Linked DNA regions of Mus musculus: all the other regions are linked to region 1. A link is a contact called in public HiCAR-type, Micro-C and promoter capture Hi-C data. All regions are on one chromosome and are shown on one strand. Each heading gives the region's core, a stretch centred on a gene start, on an enhancer-like site or on the middle of the called end of the contact. The rest is flanking DNA. Distances are from core to core; before and after follow the strand shown.

Evidence for each region. Promoter capture Hi-C pulls out the DNA fragments that hold promoters and counts their contacts. Hi-C and Micro-C count contacts between places; a contact is called where the count stands out from the background. HiCAR-type assays count read pairs that join an accessible place to other places.
Region 2: a promoter capture Hi-C map of hippocampal neurons shows a contact between it and region 1, with 9 times the contacts expected there. The contact joins the enhancer-like site here to the promoter of Sptssa in region 1. A contact is called at or near these places in 5 of 39 promoter capture datasets (the C10 cell line, cranial neural crest, embryonic stem cells and 2 more), 1 of 484 Hi-C or Micro-C datasets (B cells) and 2 of 115 datasets of contacts at active chromatin or transcription factors (astrocytes and pro-B cells).
Region 3: a contact with region 1 is called in a Micro-C map of embryonic stem cells, with 6 times the contacts expected there. The contact joins the enhancer-like site here to the promoter of Sptssa in region 1. A contact is called at or near these places in 2 of 39 promoter capture datasets (cranial neural crest and hippocampal neurons), 1 of 484 Hi-C or Micro-C datasets (embryonic stem cells) and 1 of 115 datasets of contacts at active chromatin or transcription factors (astrocytes).
Region 4: a HiCAR-type map of astrocytes shows a contact between it and region 1, with 6 times the contacts expected there. The contact joins the promoter of 1700031P21Rik here to the promoter of Sptssa in region 1. A contact is called at or near these places in 8 of 39 promoter capture datasets (3T3-L1-derived adipocytes, the C10 cell line, the HPC-7 cell line and 4 more), 1 of 484 Hi-C or Micro-C datasets (regulatory T cells), 4 of 115 datasets of contacts at active chromatin or transcription factors (astrocytes, cardiomyocytes, embryonic stem cells and 1 more) and 1 of 9 other capture datasets (adipose tissue).

The regions. Positions count from the first base shown.
Region 1 is chr12:54,655,125-54,658,271 of GRCm38.p6, forward strand. It overlaps Sptssa (serine palmitoyltransferase, small subunit A), which reads right to left and starts at 1,448. Exons shown (of 2, transcript NM_134054.2): 1 at 1,248-1,448. The coding sequence starts at 1,359.
Region 2 is chr12:51,842,480-51,845,626 of GRCm38.p6, forward strand. It overlaps Gm34894 (a long non-coding RNA gene), which reads right to left. Exons shown (of 3, transcript XR_381584.4): 2 at 208-2,682. Among named protein-coding and RNA genes, the nearest start is that of Gm34894, 7.8 kb to the right of the region's middle. Within about 2 kb of position 1,587, at least 393 of the 459 cell types and tissues checked have an H3K27ac peak or open chromatin away from gene starts, as enhancers often do. A contact at or near this core is called in B cells, astrocytes, embryonic stem cells and 2 more, where this site is marked.
Region 3 is chr12:52,380,326-52,383,472 of GRCm38.p6, forward strand. No RefSeq gene overlaps it. Among named protein-coding and RNA genes, the nearest start is that of Gm40423, 21 kb to the left of the region's middle. Within about 2 kb of position 1,531, at least 74 of the 459 cell types and tissues checked have an H3K27ac peak or open chromatin away from gene starts, as enhancers often do. A contact at or near this core is called in embryonic stem cells, where this site is marked.
Region 4 is chr12:52,600,588-52,603,734 of GRCm38.p6, forward strand. It overlaps 1700031P21Rik (RIKEN cDNA 1700031P21 gene), which reads right to left and starts at 1,735. Exons shown (of 3, transcript NR_045910.1): 1 at 1,593-1,735; 2 at 1,403-1,468. Gm35239 (a long non-coding RNA gene) reads left to right here and starts at 2,366. Exons shown (of 7, transcript XR_001780617.2): 1 at 2,366-3,147.

The sequences.
Region 1 (3,147 bases), core at 198-2,697:
GATAATTATCAGTCAAGATTAACTGCTACCCAGCCTGGTCTACAGAATGAGTTCCAGGACATCCAGGGGTACACAGAGAAACCGTGTTTTGAATTAATTAATGAATTAATCAAAAGATTACCTGCTACTATTGAAAAGTTCCAATTAGGCATAAATTTAAATATAGATGTTATCTGACCTACAAAATCCAAAGAGCAAACTGAAGCTACAAATAAACGATTCGGAAAATCAGGCTTTCTTAATCCGGAGCCCCAAATATACATTCTGGTTATTAAACTTTAGGTTAGGAAATAATTGCTCACAGTAATAGTCTTGCAAGACGCTAAAATTTTTCAAGAGTCAGCTCCAAATAACCTCATGCTATTTCCACACCAGCACCCTTGAAAAAGCTTGCAAAGAAGCTCTACCTCAGTCCTAGGAACGCGTTTGTGAAGTTGTTCCTAACAAAGCTAAACCACAAGAAGCTGAGCGGATGAAATAAGCATGTGATGTGGTATATTCTTTTTATATTAAGGAAAGGAGAAGTGGAGCGTTAAAAGAATGAATTGCTAGTATTTCGTCGACACGGAAATCAGAGGATAGCGGCATAGACATTGGGCGAAAACAAACATCAGGCTTCACAACCTTGAGCTATTCGCTGGAGCTGTTAAAATTAGGCAAGATAACATACACACAAAGTGCTCAGCAAAGTCATCACTCAACAATTCTTAACCGGTGATAAACTAAACAACAAAGCACAGTTTGAAACCCCAGCAAAGTCTTTTCTGGGCACAGCTTGTACCTATGATGCAAAGAAGTCATAAATATAACACACTTTTAAAACTGCCATTTTGAAGCCCAAAAGGCCTTTCAGTAACTTACAAACTGCTTTCCAAAACTGTGTGGGAGTGTCAAGACCACGTACTCACAACCTGGTGAACTGGTTAGAGTTCTATCGCTCCAAATCAGGAATAGCTAAGGGTTAAAGACGCCCAAGCCCGGAGCGATTTGCAGCAACCCTGCCTCAAAGAATACTGAAGGATCAAAAGCAGGCGCGGCCGAAGCGGGACAAGGAAGCACCAGGGGAGACGTCGCCCTCCCGACTGCTTGCAGAAATCAGGATGCCTCCACCTTGGGCAGGGGAATTGCGTACAAGACCCGGATCTCCGCGGTTCCACCTCCCTTGACCCCAAGACACCCCCCCACCCCCTTCCAACCCGGCGCGCGCACCCCTCCACGCCCCAGCCAGGCCAGGACACACAGGATACTGAACACGGTTCGCTCCCAGGGCTCCAGCATGTAGAGCGCAGTGACCAGCAGGTACTGGTAGTAGAACCAGGACATCTGCTTCCATGCTCGCGCCAGCGCCATGCCCGCCATGCGCCTCCCGCGGTGTAGCAGCGTCAGGCGGGCCCGCGGCCCGCTCACCTCCTAAAGCCCCAGGCCTTGGGGCCCGCCCGCCACCACCCTGCGCCCATTGGTCCTGCCGAGCCTGCGCGTCACCGTGTACGCCCAACCCCGCGCGCACCCGAGCGGCCACCGCCGGCTCCTCCTGGCTTGCGCTTATTGGCCAAGCGGCCACTTCGTGTGCTCCTGTCCCGCCCCGCGCCTCGCCCGGAGCGAGCTCCCCAGCCCTGGGAAACGGTCTGGGTTTAAGTGCTAGTTCTGCATCTCCACGCGCACGCATGGCGGTTGCAAGACCGGCTTCAGTCCCCACTGGTGTCCATGCGAGATGGTGCCCTTAAGAGGCCGGATCCTTCAGACCAGCCCAGAAGGATTCCTTTAGAAACCAGTGTATGTAATCTCTCTCCTACCTCATGAATCCCTTCTGGGCCAAGAGATGATAGGGCTGGGTGAGAATGCTACTAAAGAGTCGGGCATGCAAATAAACAGTGCCTTGTGCAAGAGGGAATGCGGGGGTCAAAGAGAATGTGGATGCCAAATGACACCCAGCCAAGAAGATGTTGAAAACTGTAGAAGTAATATGTTCATCAGCTCTTCCCTTCCTCCGAGCACATGCGTGAAAACAGACCTATCTAGGATGCGCGCGCGAGTACACACACACACAACACACACACACACACACGCACTAGTATTCCCTAACCTAAAGACAAAAGAATTGGCCATAGACAGTTGCCAATATTTCTATGACTACACTTAGAAAACAACCATGTAGGTCACAATCAAGAGAAGTGCACTTGATCTAGTGGGTTCTAAAGACAGCTTGAGGTCAGCATGTGATCTGTCTCCTAAAGATTCACTCCTATGACCTGCAGCAGTACCGGCTGTATTCCACTCCTCTAAAGCCCATGCACTGTGTGCTTGTGAAATGACATAATTAAGTAGCCTGCAACTCACATGTCTAAAAGTTTCAAACCTGCTGCTTTAAGCTTTAAAACCTTTCCAGGTTGACAGGTATTAACTTAAATTCCTTATGCTCCTTACGAGCAAAGACCTTACAAACAACAATAGACTTGAGATCTGCTTTCACAAGGTGCCTAGTCATTTTATTTTATTTTATTTCGTCTTGTAGGTTACAGAACATCACGGAGGGAAGCCAAGCCAGGAACTCCAGGCAGGAGATTGAAGCAGAAACCACAGAGGAATACTGCTTAGGAGCATGCTCTTTCTGGCTTGCTCAACTTGCTTTCTTAAACGGCCCAGACCCCACTTGCCTAGCAATGGCACTGCCCACAGTAGGGAGGACACGCCCACCATAGACCAATCTCATGTTCCTCAGCTAAGGTTCCCTCTTCCCAAGTGATTCTAGTTTTTTGTGGAAATGAAAAACAAAAACAAAAATAACTTAACCAATATACAGGACCTCACTATGTAGTATAGGCTGGCCTCGATCTCAAAGTAATTCACCTTTCTCAGACTCCTTCGAGCTACGATTACAGGTATGCACCAACCACACCGAGCCTGGACTCATCTTTCAGACACATGATGGTAAGAAGTAAGCTCAGAAACCAAGCTGGATCTGAGCTGGAAGTTTCCTTCTTGCTAGATATCTCCTCCCCACGGCCCCCTTCCAGACAGGGTTTCTTTGTGTGGCCTTGGTTGTCCTAGAACTTGCTCTGGACACCAGCTTAATCAGTCTCAACCAGGCTAACCTCAGACTCACAGAGTGCCAGAATTAAAGGTGTGCACCACCCTTCCCTGGCTGCT
Region 2 (3,147 bases), core at 337-2,836, 2.8 Mb before region 1:
GCCTTTACCCATACTCTGTACATCATATAATTATTGTAAAATAAAGTTTCTTAAATATTGAAATTGTATCTGCTTTGCTTCAGATGCTTTTCCATTCTCAGTAGTTTTTATACAGTAATTATCTAAAGGAAAGTGGCTTAGTGGAAGGACTGAATGGGCTTTTATCAGAAACCTAGTATCCACTAATGGCTTTTAGCCAAGACTGACTTTGTGATCCGGATTAAGCCATTGAGTTGCTGTCCTGGCTTCAGGGTCCTCGCCTCATTTGTGGAGAGAATGCATCTAGCAGCAGATCTGTCTCACTCCTCCAGGTTCCCCATGGACTACGGAGGCTTTTGTCATTCTAGTCAGTAAGAGCACGTTCTGAAAGGAGGTCAAAAGCTTGATGATATGTCAACAACAATGATAAAAATAATTAGGATTAAATAAAAACTATGAAATGTACTTCAGGACGATCCACTGTTGTTTGCAATAGACTGTGATAAGAACAAAAATTCTTCATCGCTCAAATTGCTTTCTGGGGACATTTCTACAAAAAAAAATCAACTCAAAGAAATCTCTGATTGCTCAACAATACAGTATACATCAGCTGAAGGTGAATTCATTTTAAAAAATACACTCATAGCTTTCCAACAGGGAGGAGACATAGATGATTCTCCAAAATAGGTGTAATCTGTTATTTTAATGTCTGTTTCATTGGGTCTGATGTTGACTCTTTCTATCAGGTTTTAGTTTTTGAGAGACAAACTTTGGTGATAGAGCCCAGAATAGCCCTGAATTCTCAATGCTCCCACATCAACTTCCTGTGTGATTTTTTTTTTAATGGACCAGATATTGACTTTTAAGAGATAGATAGGGCCAGAATCATCTAGAGTCTGCAGCCCCCCCGGTGAGCTAGATACTCTATTTCAGGGCTAGCAGCGGAACTCAATGGCAGCGCACTTACACCTACCTAGACCTCTAAGTCCTGGCTCTGATACCTGGAACTGAAAAAAATACCTATTGTGTGTCAGAATGCTGTCCCAGCACACAGCTGGCTCAGAAGGAAGGACTGACTACAAAGCAAGTTCTTGGCCAGCCTGGGCTTCATGCAGTCAGGCTGCACAATGAGCAAAAATGAAAACTAAATGGGATAGGGAAGGGGAGAAGGAAGTGGGAGAATAGAGGGGAGTAGGGTTGGGAAGAGAGGCCCTTAGCCTCTGGAGGAGGCAGCATTTACACTCTGAAGCTGGTGGTTCATTATTCAGAAGATGAACTTTGGTGTTTTACTCCTGTCCACATTGGAAGAAGCATTGTCTATACTCAGGTGTTTGGAACTGCTGAGGCCGGTGTGTTCCCTAAATATTAATGAACGGGCACGTGTAATGTCCATGAGCATAATTTAACTATGAAGTGATTCTCCTTCTTAAAGAGCTCACAATGTCTTACTCAGTCTTGGAGAAGGGCAGCTGGACCGACAGCGATCTTAACGACTACAGAATTTTCCCTATGTGGGCCGGAGGGGTGGGGGTGGGGAGGGATAATTCAGTGACAGCGTGCTTGCCTAGCAGGCAAGCTTCCCTGGCTTCAGTCCCCATCTGCAAAGCAAAACCAAACAAATGTTCCTATGATCCTATCTTATCAGTAGACGGCTAGCCTTCTCTTCCTCTCTGCTAGCCACTCAAAAACATCTTTTTTACCACTAGGGAGGAAGGGAATCAAATATTGCTCTTTCACACTTAGGAGCTGCTTTCTATGGGAAGCTTGCTCTCCTAAGCCAAAGCAAGCTGCCCTTTCATTAGTGGTCTGACATCTTATTAGCAAACAAAATTGCTTAAGGCTTTGTCTTAGTGTCATTGTTCCATCTGGACTCAAGACGCAGCAAACCTAGCTTCAACCAACAGAAGGAACTCGATGTACTTAGATGTACTCGATAGTCACAGGCTTCAAGATCTGAGTAAGACATGTTTATTCTTGAAAGAATCCACTGAAATCCCTCCTTCTCGACTATTAGTTTTCCTCCTATAACCTGTGTGAAGTCGTGGGGGGATTTTTCTCGCCCCCACCCTGCAGTTTTCAGTGTCAGAAAACAAAGCACAGAATCTTCTCATAGTGGTGTCTTCAATAAGCCTAACATGCAACATCAATTAAATTACAGATTATTTTAGTACTAAGACAGTTCCGTTTCCTCTTTGGCCTGTTTTACGGAGGAAAAAGTACCTGCTCCAATCAGAGATTGATTTCTGATGGGTAAACAGAAACACGTTAGGGGGACTAGTTTTAGTTCTTAAATTCCAGTTCACAAAATGAGCCCCACCCCCACCCCCCGCAGGGCCAATGCTTCAGCTCGGCTCTTCCTTTTCTTCCTAAACAGAGTCGAGAGCTTGCTTGTAGCCTCCTTTTTCTTTGGAATACTCCCCTTCCTTGTCCACCTCCTCCCAGCCTGGCGCAGCGCTCGGAAGGCAGGACTTTGGGAAAGTCGCGCCTTTCTAAAGGAGTGGGTGCTGTTTACAGGCTCCGGCTGCTGGCCCCGAAGGTGACTGGAGTCAAATGTAAACCTGGCGTTTATCTCTCGCAGTCAAACATGTTGTGCAACCGGGAGCAGTGGGCACTGTGTGAAAGGTTGTTCCGGCAGCAGCCCCAGGTTCAGGATTACTCAGCTCTTCACCCTGAGCTATGTGGGACCAAGATACTGGAGGTCACCTGTGATGGAAAGACCAACGGGCCAATGAGAGGAACCAGGAGGCGGGGAAACAGTTCTTGGCAAACATTGCGGCACAGGGCAGGACATCTGAAGGAAAGTTGTTTTGTGACCTTTATTGTTTCCCATGAAAACTTTCTCAGGCATGAAACCTTAGAAGTCAGAGCAGTTTCTGGCAATACTGGTTTATTGGGGGGCCAAAACATGCTTTTTTGTAAAAGCCATTTTTCTTCTTTTTCTTGAGTCAAGATCCATCATCCCATGCAGCCCAGGGTACCTGAGAGCTGAGAATGACCTTGAACTCTTGGTCTTGCGGCCACCCCCCATTGACAGGCATGTTCTGCCAGACCCAGCTAACAGTCTGTTTTCCTTTGGTAGTAAAATGTTTAACTATTAAAAAGAACATCATCAGGCCAGTCACCCATGCTTTGTATCCTGTGAGGCTGAGACAGGAGGCCTGAGAGTTT
Region 3 (3,147 bases), core at 281-2,780, 2.3 Mb before region 1:
AGGGAAACCTGTCTTCCCAAGTGGGTTATTTGTACTGTTCATTTCTCCTGTGCACGTGTATCTTAATATTGGCCTGCCTAGCGTTATTAAAAGGTCTTTATGTTTTCTCTTCACTTCCATTTCCTTCCAGGGAAATGGGAAAAGCAATCTGAGCGTCATTAGGAGAAAATTCACTGCAGAGGGTGCTGGTGACGGTGGACCTGTCACCTACCTTACTTTCTGCCCCTGAGTCACTGGGATTTCTTCTACAGGCCATGAGACAGGGCATGGTGTTATGACAGGCATGTTCCACTGCCTGAGTGCAAGACTTTTTCCTCACTTGCCAACATCTCATTCCACTGTTACATGGCCACCCGTGGATCCCACATTTATTGATTAGTCTCCAACTCCTTGTATTGACCTAACAATATTGGCTTGCTTTATTTGTGTCAGGAAACTTCTAAGAATCTTCCCTGTAGACTCTGCAAAGGTGCCCTTTTCTTCTGCCCTATTAGAGATGTATCCTGGGAGCAGGAGGTGATCTGTCATGCCCGCTCTTGCACTGCATGCAGTAAATGCCAAAATGACGGCTGTGCTCTCCATGTAGCTGGGTGTACACGCTGCCTGGTAACTAGGTAGGTAGGGTTTTCTTTCCTTCCTTCCTTCCTTCCTTCCTTCCTTCCTTCCTTCCTTCCTTCCTTTTTTTTCTTTTTTTGTTTTTTGTTTTTTTGTTGTTTTTGTTTGTTTGTTTGTTTGTTTTGAGACAGGATTTCTCTGTGTAGCTCTGGCTTTCCTGGAACTCACTTTGTAGACCAGGCTGGCCTCGAACTCAGAAATCCGCCTGCCTCTGCCTTCCAAATGCTGGGATTAAAGGCATGTGCCACCACGCCCAGCTAGGTAGGGTTTTCAAGTCCTCTTTCTGGAACCCCTTGGGCCTGCTGTCTTTCCACTTCCGGAGGTTGCCTGAATGGGTTCTAAGCACCAAACATGACCTGTGGAGGTGGAGCCTGTTGGCTGTCCTTCTAGCCTCTGGGTCATGGCAGCCCCACAGCTCAGAGATCAGAGAACCTGATTTATAAACGGCTGCCTCTTTTGATGGACTTTGATCCTCTTGGGAGAGATTGGAGTAAAAGTCTCAAAGCTGAAAGTTTTCTAATCTGTCACAGAGTGAAGCGGATGGGAAGAATGATACAAGATGCCTGGGAGGGGAGACGGACGTTAGCTAAGAGCAGTCCGCACAACGGATTCATTGCACTCGGAAAAATGCCTCATAGGGTGTGGTTACTCACTGCCTGGCTGGAATTAAAATTCCAATAGCTGCTTTCCTCACCAGCAACCCCCAGGATATAGAGAATGTGTTTATTTAACACCACCAGACCCTTACAACCAACTCCTTTCATGCTCGCCTCTCTTGAGATGGCTTGCATATGCACTTAGAATCCCAAAATGCCCTCCACACCTCTACGCCTGCCTCAGTCAGGGTGGCCAGGCCCGGCCCAGAGGCGTCTCATACATCTCCATCAGGCAAAGTGGGAGCTGCGGGCCCGAGCCCGCCCATCCCCCTCCGAGCAGCCTCCCAGCATGCAGCAGGGCCCTGGGAGCCGCTGCACAGGCTGCAGTGTTTGGCTGATTCATTTGTCTTCATTAATGTTGCTTATAGCAGAGGCCTTTGTCACATATATGATTATGTGAGATTCAGTTCTCTTGAATGTGTAAACACAAGACTCTGGTGTGAGGCTCTGGGCCAACAGAGGTCTAAAGAACTTTCCTGTTGTTGGGGGTAGGGGCAGCCTGTGCTTGCTACTGCAGGGATAGGCCCATCCTGGGGGACCTTGGTCTCAGATCTCTGCAAGTGGCTCTTGGGGTGACTGAGGGCCTGGAGGGGTGAAGTTTGCTTGCTCCCCTGCCCCAGAGCCTGGCTTCTTGCAGGATGGTCACTGCCTGGGAGTCTTATCTTCTACTCTCCTCCAATGTCTGTCACGTTCACTTACATATTCCTGTTAGGAAAGATGTCTCCTCTCCCCTCCTTGGTCTGGTCTTCCACTAAGGAGCCACCACTTTGTGGCTGCTTTCTGAACAGTCTCCCTGTTTCTCTCTTCTAGTCTTGTTCACTTCTAAATCACATCACACCTCGCCGATAATGTAATCTTTATGAATATGTGTTGCTTTAGATCGGGCTCCTTCCCTGGAAAAGGTTAAACTGTTTAGGCTCTGGGGACCAACGCCCATGCCACACAAGATGCACAAGGTTCAGAGCAGCATATCTTTGCGCTCTGTCCCCCAGGAGGGTTTCTACTTTGTCCCAGGGTCCCTTTAGCAGTTTTATCTTATGCCTAGTATCTTGGGGGCTTTTAACTAGCCCACTGCACTGTTCCTCGGAATAAGACAAGAGAACGTGAAAACGTGGGCTGGATAAAGTTTCTAAGCCCTTGTTCCACTACACATTGTTGTCTAGGGCTGGAGTTTCCTTTCTGGCATTCCCAGGTCAGGTTAGGCACAAGAAAAAGAATGCATTGCCAGGGGGAAGGGGAGGGAGAGTTACTAAAAGGCACAAGGCTAGGAGCCCAGGGGGTCTGGATCAGGAAAGGACAACTCTGGGGCTCAATTTCCCCCCTCCCCTCCCCCCCCCAACTTTCTTTTCTCCATTCTCTGGCTTCCTTCTTGCTTAGCGGTCTCTTTCCTCTGCTTACTCATGGCAGGCGTCAGGATCTATGTGAACCTTGTGAAGCCCCGCCCACTGCCCGCTATAAAGTCTCAGAGCGATGGTCACACTCATCTCTGAACCAAGCCAGTCTGAACATCAGACTCTCAGACTAGGGAGTGGGGTGGGGTGGGGTGGGGTGGGGGTGGGGTGGGAGGAGTATCCTGCTCTCTCATCAAGGGCTGGGGTAGGTCATCTTCAAAGAACTCCATTACCAAATAATGTGGTTCCCCATTTGCTGGTAGAGGGGGTAGAGATTTTACCCTGCTTTTTAGGAGACACAATTCAACTCAGCAGTAGCTGAAGGCAGAGCCTCTCCTGGGCTTCCTGGGGTGCCCCAGGGAGCCTCCTTGCGGGGCCTGCAGGTGGGGCCAGGGAGGTAGAAGAAAGGTATCAGATTCAGACTAAGGCTGTGACTGCAAGCAGAGGGAGCTAGTACATTCCAAGCAAATATACAGCACTATTTC
Region 4 (3,147 bases), core at 485-2,984, 2.1 Mb before region 1:
CCTGTATGTATGTCTGCCTGTGTTCCACAATGTGCCTGGTGCCTTCAGAAATTAGAAGAGGAGGTCAACTGCCTGGAACCGGGGTTTCAGATAACCATCTGTGAGCCATCAGGTGTTTGCTATGAATGAGCCTGGGTCCTCTGGAAAAGCAACCAGTGCTCTTAACTGCTGAGCCTTTTTTCCAGCCCCATCTTAATTTATTCTTGATACATTTCTGATGATGGGTTCTGATTATTCTCTTGAGATTTGTCTTGTATTACAGTTTGACTCTCTGTTGAACAGTTTGACTCTGTTTATGATAAAGACCAGTTTGACAAGTTTTTCAGAGATTCTACTTTCTGTATTCTATCTTAGAACTCTTTGTTCACCCTAAGGTTGCAAAAAATACTTTCCTATGTTTTCTTCTATAATCTCTATCTCAAGTTAATTTTTCACTTGAAAGAAAAGAAAACTAAATCTTACCCACATACTTTGGAGTCCTCAGAAGTACTGAAAATCAGTGAGATTGGTAAAGGCGCTTGCTATCCAGCCCAATGAATGAGGGTTTTATCCCTAGAACCTACTTGGTGGAAGGAGAAATCTAACTCCTGGCAAATTGTCCTCTGACCACAACACACATGCAAAGGAAATAAATAAACAATGCAATAAAAATATTAAAAGAAGTACTAAAACCCATTTAACCTCATGGGGATGTTGAGATAAAAATCATTAAATTAATGCTTGTTTACTGACCTAAACCTGAAGTTGGCTTGATTAAGCATTCATTCAGACATCTGAATGTTAGTTTATGGAAACAAAGGGAGGGGGAGGGGGAGAGGTGAGGTGAGAGGGAGGGACTGTGAGGAGAGGGAGGGAGGGAGGGTCTCAGAGGAGAGGAGAAAGGGGAAGTTGCAATCTAGATGGAAAGTAAATAAATACAAAATTATCATAAAAGGCAGGCTAATAGAAAGTTACACCAAAGCATTTTTAAAAAGCATCTAATTGGAAATTTTAATTCAATAGACCTGTCATTTTCACTCCTGTTTTTCCTGGGGGAAGAACAGTGTTTTATTACTTTTCAAAAGTTGTTAGAAAACAACCAACTTTCTTTTTTTTTTTTTTTGAGACAGGGTTTCTTTGAATAGCCCTGGTTGTCTTGGAACCCACTCTGTAGACCAGTCTGGCCTCGAACTCAGAAATTCGCCTGCCTCTGCCTCCCGAATGCTGGTATTAAAGGTGTGCGCCACCACCGCCCGGCTCTGCGTGACTTCATAACCCTTCTTTTTCTGCATATCAGAAAACCGGTGCCAATTAAACAAGTTTTAAAATTATTTTCTCATGCCAAGTTGGAGGAAAGATGGGAGGACGAGGAGAAGGGAAAAAAAAAAAAAAGAAACTCTAGTTAAATTAAGTAGTAACTTGCCTTGTCCTTCGGTAGTTCGTTTGTTAATGAATTGAGACAGTTTGTATAGGTGTTGTACAGGACTATCTTCTGAAACAAACAAAATCTATCTTACCACATTCTGTAATGTCTACTGGCAAAAGATCATCTCAGCTGGGCTTGTTGACCCACACCTGCTCATAAAGGGGCAGGGAGGTCAGGCGACCCTTACCTGAGTATCCACCCTACCTACTGTAGTACGCAATTTTATCCATAACTAGAAGTGGCCTCGCTGAGGGGAGGGGTAGAGTCTGTAACCTAGGAAGACTAAGGGAGTGGGGTGGCTGGGTGGAGAAGTCTTCATCCCGACTGGGTAAAGGCTTTCTAGGCGTAACTTGGGGGGATGAACACCCTGGCTCTGTGAGCAACTCCTCCTTTACGTCATAGAAGGAAGCTCAACTCACCATTCCCTCCGCAGAGTGTCCTTTGGAGGACTCTTCTGTTTGCTGCTGGAACAAGGATAGGCCTTGTCTGTCTGCTCAAGAGAAGGAATTTTAGCTGACTAGCCTAGGCTGGGCTTGTATTCACTATGTAGGGAAATCTGCCCTTGAACTTCTAGTTCTTCTCTGTTTCCCACCCAAGTACTGGGATTACAGGCAGGTGCCACACCACAGCCGACTAATGGTGATAATTATAAGCACACAGGAAAACCTTTGCCCAGACTTCATTCTGAGAAATACTGAAACCACACCAAACTAGCAGTTTCTGACCTTTGTCCCTCATTTTACAGCCCACAAAGCTATGACTTGAACAGCTAAGACTTCGCTGTTATTTAAAATTACAACAAATATTTCCTCCAAGTAGGTATGTTTTACACATTTGTATCATAACAGGGCTAACATGTCATTTAATATACAGGAAAAGGAACGGAAGTACAAGAGTGACTCTGCTATTATTCTACTCCAAAGTGAGCAGTGTAAATCCTTAAATTTCCCTCTCAGGCCAAGTAGGTGGGCTTCCGCCCTTGCATCTGTGTTCCGGATGTTTGGTTACCAGGCAACGTCTAGCGCCTGCCAGACACCTGTGAAGGGGTGCGGCCCCTGGTCCCCGAGCCTCGGTCCTGGACCTAATCGGCGCCTGCGCAAAATGTGCACAGGCAGGCGTTACCTGCGACCGGCCACCCGCAGAGAGTGGACGGGCGTGGCCGCCCAGTCAAACTCGCGGGTCCAGGCCGGGCAGCGCCTGCTGGGAACAGACTGTACCCCAGGCTCTAGAGGACCTCCCCAAGCTTTTGCTGCGTTCCTAGAGTATGGTGCCCATAGTTCTGGGACCGAGTAGGCTATGCTGGGGAGGGGTCACCTGGCGGGTTGGGCATACTTCAACAGGCATTGGACTAGTGGAACATAGGTAACAAGTGTCCTGTTTTAGTGTGTGGGGGGAGTAGGTGATCGAGTCAGGGCCCTGGTCACTTAGCTGCCACACATTTCTCAAGCTCCCACACAGACGTAGGAGAACAGCGAGCCTCCCAGCGTGCCGGATAGCGGACTGCTTAGAGAACTCACTCCCCTCCCCAGGCCTCTAGAGGAAGGCTCTTACCCAACATGCACCAGGAGCTAATTTGCATAACCCCAAGGTAAACCACACGGACCCACGCCGCCAGCGTGATCCCCACTAAGCAGCAGGGGTTCATGAGCATAGCTACACAGTTTCACTGAAAAAACTTTTTCTTTGTTCCCGGGTTTACTGGGAGGCTAGGAGAAAAACGCGGGTCAAAGTCACCCTAACTT